Regions from separate parts of the Ovis aries genome. Here region 1 is linked to region 2. A link is a contact called in public Hi-C data. All regions are on one chromosome and are shown on one strand. Each heading gives the region's core, a stretch centred on a gene start, on an enhancer-like site or on the middle of the called end of the contact. The rest is flanking DNA. Distances are from core to core; before and after follow the strand shown. Region 1 holds the start of CCDC124 (coiled-coil domain containing 124). Region 2 holds the start of IFI30 (IFI30 lysosomal thiol reductase).

Region 1 (2,700 bases), core at 55-2,554, 180 kb before region 2:
GTTGATGCTGAGCCCGTTCTTGTTGGTGACAAATATCACATCAGGTGATATCAGGTTCCATTTCCCAGACATCATAGCCAAAGCGGAGACTGAAAAGAAACCAACAAAGCAAGTTGATGCGATGCAGGAAATAAAAAGAGGGCTGGGAGTGGGGCACCAACTACTTGGAGAGGTCCGAGGTCTTTCTCAGAAAGGGACATCTGAGCCAAGGCCTGAAGGAAGTGAGGGAGTAGTCCATGGGGACAGCTGAGGGCAGAGGGAACCGCACTGGCGAATTCCCTGAGGCAGGACTGTGCCTGGCAAATCGGAGAAAGGAGCCTGGTGTGGCTGGAGCTGAGAGAGAATAAAGAGGCGGCAGATGAGATGGGAAGGTGCGGTGAGTCCTGCAGGGCAGTGGGGAACCATCTGAGGCTGAAGAGCAAGGGAGATATACAATCCCACTTAGGTCCCAGCAATGTCACTGGTGTTGCTTTTTGAAGAATGGACTCTGTGGTCCTGCCTAAATCGTCCTGTCTAAATCCCCCAAATCCCCGCTATAGCTAGACCCCGTGTAATCATTTTCAGACCCCTACTGCTACCGTTTTTATAGATGAGGACACTGCAGAAAATCAAGTATAGGTGCCTACGACAAACTGCGCCCCGCCCCAAACCTAACTGCTGAATAAAAAGGGTAAGGTGTGTGCGGGGGTGGTGGAAAGCAATCCCAGAGGAAGGGTTCACTAGGAATGTTGAGTCCTTTGATTACATTTTGCTCGAATTCCATTCCTGGTCTGTAAGCCTGTTTCCTCGACCTGGACGGCGCAGCGTTTTAGGTTCTCTGTCCCTTTCTTCTGCTCCCTACCGCTTAAGCTTCGCAGTAGGGAGGCAGACGGGAGTAGGAGCAAGCACAAAGCGATGGCAAAGGGCCTAGGAGGCTTCCACAAGCGAAGCGCTTATACCGGCCACGCGGGGACCACGGATTCTGGCGCGCCCTGCCGGCCAAGCAACTCTGGACTGACGCCTCCAGGCCCTCGTGTGAAACCGAGGACGCCGTTTTTCTTCTGGGCAACGGCCATCTCGGTAAGGACAATGGTCCAGTTTGTAGTTTCTGCTCCCCTCTCCTGATTAGTTAGTATATGAAGTGAGCGGAAGAGACGAGGATTTATAATAGTCGCTTCTTGAAGACAAAAACAAAGAGCTAACGCCCTTGATTTGGATTGGAGATCAACGCAGCATTTCCCCTACCAAGATGGCGACGAAGCCCAGACGTAATCAGCACGCGCCGCCTGGGGGCGTCGATGCGCAAGCCCCGCGGTGACGTCACGGAGGTGCGACCGGGCCGGCGCCGGGGGAAGGAGGTAGGAGCGGCGGCAGCGCGGGCGGAGCCGGGGGGCGGGGTGCGGGTGAGCCCCGCGGGGTAGCAGGACCTGAGACCACCTCCCCGGGAGGGCTGGAGGTGGGGTTCTCAGAGACGAACGCACTTCCGACTCCCAGTCTCCCGGGTTCCCGCGGGGGCTATCCCCATTTCCCGGAGCGGACGACTGAGATCCAGCGGGACAGCGTCGTGTTCGAAGCTACTTAGTTCTGGTCGTGCTCCTGAGCAGCTTACAGGCTTGGGGGTGACAGAGCTGGGTACGGACGTCCCTGGCCTCATGCAGTAGGATCGGAGCTGGAGAGAGGGACGACGGGCTGGAGGAGCCTAGAAGGGGTAGCTGGAGGATTTCTTGGAGGAGGCGGTGTTGAGTTTCATGTTTTATTCTATCTTACTTTCACATCTAATCAACCACGTGGGTCTTGATTCCCTCCTAAGTGTACTCGCTGCTTTAGCCAAAACTACTTGAGCTTCCTACTTTACCCTCCTGCTTGAGCTTCGTGCTTCTCAGTCCTCCGTTCACCACCTCAGCAGCCCCAGAGGGCCCTGAGGTCCTTGGCACCTTCCCATTACCCTGGAATAGAAGTCCGCTCTACCCAGCCTGCCTACCCCCGACCACTGGGGGCTTGGGTCTCCCCACACCCTTAGGTTTTTCCTTTCATGTCTCCTTCAGGAAGCACTTTGACACCCCGTGGGTCAGAAGCTCCCTCCCGACTTCCCCGGCCACCTGCCTGCCCCATCACAGCTCTCATCTGGAATTAACACTCCTGTTGTCTGTATGCCACCCAGCCTGGGAATGCCATTTAGTCTGGAAGCCCATCAGCACTGCCTCTTTCCCCAGCATCCCACTCATAGTAGGTGCTGCAGTGGACGTTCGGTTCAGTTGCTCAGTCATGTCTGACTCTTTGCAGCCCGTGAACCACAGCAGGTCACGCCTCCCTGTCCATCCAGCAGTGCATGTTTACTGAATGACAAAGTGTGCGTGTGTTTATTAAACAGAGGAAAAGCTGTCTGTTTTCATCAGCTCTGGCTACTATAACAAAATACCACTGACTGGGTGGCTCAAACAGCAGAAATGTATTTGCTCACAGTTGTGGAGGCTAGGAAGTCTAAGATCAAGTTGTCAACCAGTCTGGTTCCTAGTGTGGGCTTCTTCCCGAATTGCAGATGGCCATCTTACTGTGTTCTCACAGGGTGAAGAGAGCAAATTCTGGTGTCTTTTTCTTCTTGAAGGGACACCATCTCTGTTAGATTAGGACTCCACTCTTATGACCTCATTTACCCGTTATCACCTCCTCAGATGTCCTGTCTCTGAATACAGTTACAGTGAGTGTTAGTCACAAAATCAA
Region 2 (2,700 bases), core at 39-2,538:
ACAAAGGAAAGGGGTTCTGCGAAGGGTTCAAAAGAATAAGGTGGGATAGTCCAGCTGTGGGGACTTCAGGGGAACCCCAGCTCCCGAACCTGCTGCTATGAGTGTGGCCATGTGGGCTGGGGTTTCCCCAGAACTGGCGGGGGACATGGGCTGTGGAGCTGGGGGCTGGACTGATTTCCAGGCAAGGGTGGGGAGCGTTTCCTCCGGTGGGGCCCAGATCTTTGCCTTGCAAAGTCTGAGTGTGTTGGGTCCATCCCCAACACTCCCAGCCTCCAAGCCTTTATCTGGGTTATTCTCTCTGCCCAGCTTTAGTCCCTAAACCTCACTTCTCCTGCTTAATAAAAGGAGAAGTCGGGGCTTCATCACCTGAGGTGTCCAGCACAGTCCTGGAGAAAACCTGAGTCTGCCTGATTCCCCCGGATTTGGGTCCTACGGGGCCAGTCCTGCATCCCATGTATTAATACAGCATACAGGCTTCAGGTAGTGACTGCTCCAACCCAGGCTTCTCTTCTACCAAAGGAGCTGGCAGAGGGCAGGGGTGCACCCCTCCTCAAGCCCAGGAGAGTAGCAAGAAGGAAGACCAGCTTTCTCTTCCCACCCCCCCAGCCAGGGATGGGGGTGCCAAGAGAACTGAGGTGCCACTCCCAGCACTGGCTTCTGCTTTCTGGCCCTGGCTGTGGTCAAGCCTGAGTCAGCCCCACGGGACCACGCTGTCTGAGTCGGGGAGCCTGAGAGGGGGAGGGGTGAAGCTTGGGAATGAGGAGGGGTATGGGCCAAGCTAGGAGAGGGGGCCTGGCTGCCCACGCCAGCGCAAGGGATCACCTCCCATGGGAACACAGGGTAGGGAGGTCGGAGAGTCGGGTCCATGGGCTAGGACTGGGGTGGGGGTGGGGGGCTGCGGCGGGCCCCATAGAGACCTCCTTCCTCTCCACTTCTCTGTTTCTCAGTCTCTAAGCCCCCACCTCACTTCTGCTCAAGGTGCTCAGCCTCAGCTTCACAGGGCTGAGCCGGGCTGATTGCGGGGAAGGGTTGGGGGAGATGGAAGGGCAGCGCGTTGTTCAGGTGACTGGGGTCCCAGCACCTGGCGGGGGTTGGGGAAGGATGGGGCTGGGATGGGAAGAAAGACCCAGAGAGAAAAGTAGAGACACCCAGAGGCACCCGCCCGGGCCCCCGAGGGGCGTGGGCACCGGGAGGCGGGTTCCGCCTGGGGGCCGGGCCACCGCCGAGTTAAAGGCGCTTCTTCCCGGGGCCACGGCTCCCCGCCGCCGCGCGTTCGCCGCCGCTGTGATGGCCTCGTCGCCTCTCCTGCTGCTGCTGCTGCTGCTGCTGCTGCCGCCGGAGGTCCCCGCCGCAACGCGGTGGCCCTCGCTGGAAGCGCTCCCCGAGGGGGCGGCCCCCTGCCAGGTAGCGTCGGCGACGCGGCGGGCGGGCCAGCCGGGGCCCGCGCCCAGGTCAGGGGCCGGTCGCTCCTCTCCTCCCACCACCCCCCGACCTCGACGGGGACCACCGGGGGCCGGAGAGGATGCTACCCGGGGGGAGGGGGGTGGCGACCCCCTCCCCAACCCCACCCTTCAGTCCGGCACTTTGGCCATACTTTCTTTTCCCTTTCGCTTTCCCATCTGGAGTCCGAGTCCCTCCGCTGCCCCCCACCCCATCCTCCCGCAACTCCCTCCTCCCCCCAAGGTGCACCGAGCACCAGCTGTGTACATCTGGAGCGAGAATCAGAGTCCCCTCTTTTAGGCCAGGGGAAGGAATCCCAGACTAGCTGAGCTGCCGGCCCCTGGCCACGGGCATTCATCGAGGGTGCGTTCCGTTCCGGGGAGAGCACGCGTTTTTGTGGTCCGGAGTAAACAGATGCCCGGGAGGCTAAACCACTTGCTCACAGACAAGGCCGCCGGCCACCCCTCAGCTGGAGCCGGAAGTCAGCACCTATTAGGCGCCGCCTCTGCAGTAGCCTTGGGAGGAGTTCAGCGGGCTGGTGGAGAGGAAGAGCAAATAAGGAGTCAGAGAGGTGTAGGTCCTTGCTCAGCCCAGGGCCTTGGCTCGAGGGGATGAAGTGGCCACAAAGGAGCAGGCGGTGGTGATATACACCCCCAGAAGTCTACCGAGGCGGGTGAAGGCCATGAATTCTTCCACCCTGTCTCCCCCTGGGTAAGAAGTTTCATCACCTGGAGGAAAGCAAGCCTTGTGCCTCCATTAACTGCCTACTGTTTGCAAATCTGTGTCACATCCATCTTGCAATCTGGCTGATATTTAGGAAGATTTAGGCTTTCGGTGAAGCCTCAGCATCAGACTCCCACCTGGCAAGGTGGGGAAGGAGTGTGAGATAGAACACCTACGGTCTGCAGCTTCCGTCCTGCCAGAGAGTTTAACTTGGCTCACACCCCTTCCTCCCGGGCAGGTCGGTGAGCTGTGCCTGCAGGCATCGCCCCAGAAGCCTGATGTTCCCCTGGTCAACGTGAGCCTCTACTATGAGGCTCTGTGCCCCGGCTGCCGGGAATTCCTGATCCGAGAGCTCTTCCCAACGTGGCTGATGGTGTGGGAAATCCTCAACGTCACCTTGGTGCCCTATGGGAACGCTCAGGTGCCTGGGGACCTGGAAATGGAGGCACGTGGCCACAGGAAGGAGGCCTGGGGAAGGGGGCAGCCAGCACTCACCTCGTTGCTTTTCAGGAAAGAAACGTCAGCGGCAAGTGGGAG

What was found. Hi-C and Micro-C count contacts between places; a contact is called where the count stands out from the background.
Region 1: a contact with region 2 is called in a Hi-C map of tail adipose tissue, with 2.6 times the contacts expected there. The contact joins the promoter of CCDC124 here to the promoter of IFI30 in region 2. A contact is called at or near these places in 4 of 16 Hi-C or Micro-C datasets (blood, hypothalamus and tail adipose tissue).

The regions. Positions count from the first base shown.
Region 1 is chr5:5,007,117-5,009,816 of ARS-UI_Ramb_v3.0, reverse strand. CCDC124 (coiled-coil domain containing 124) reads left to right here and starts at 1,304. Exons shown (of 5, transcript XM_042249652.1): 1 at 1,304-2,205.
Region 2 is chr5:4,825,659-4,828,358 of ARS-UI_Ramb_v3.0, reverse strand. It overlaps IFI30 (IFI30 lysosomal thiol reductase), which reads left to right and starts at 1,288. Exons shown (of 7, transcript NM_001205150.1): 1 at 1,288-1,404; 2 at 2,402-2,584; 3 at 2,674-2,700. The coding sequence starts at 1,288.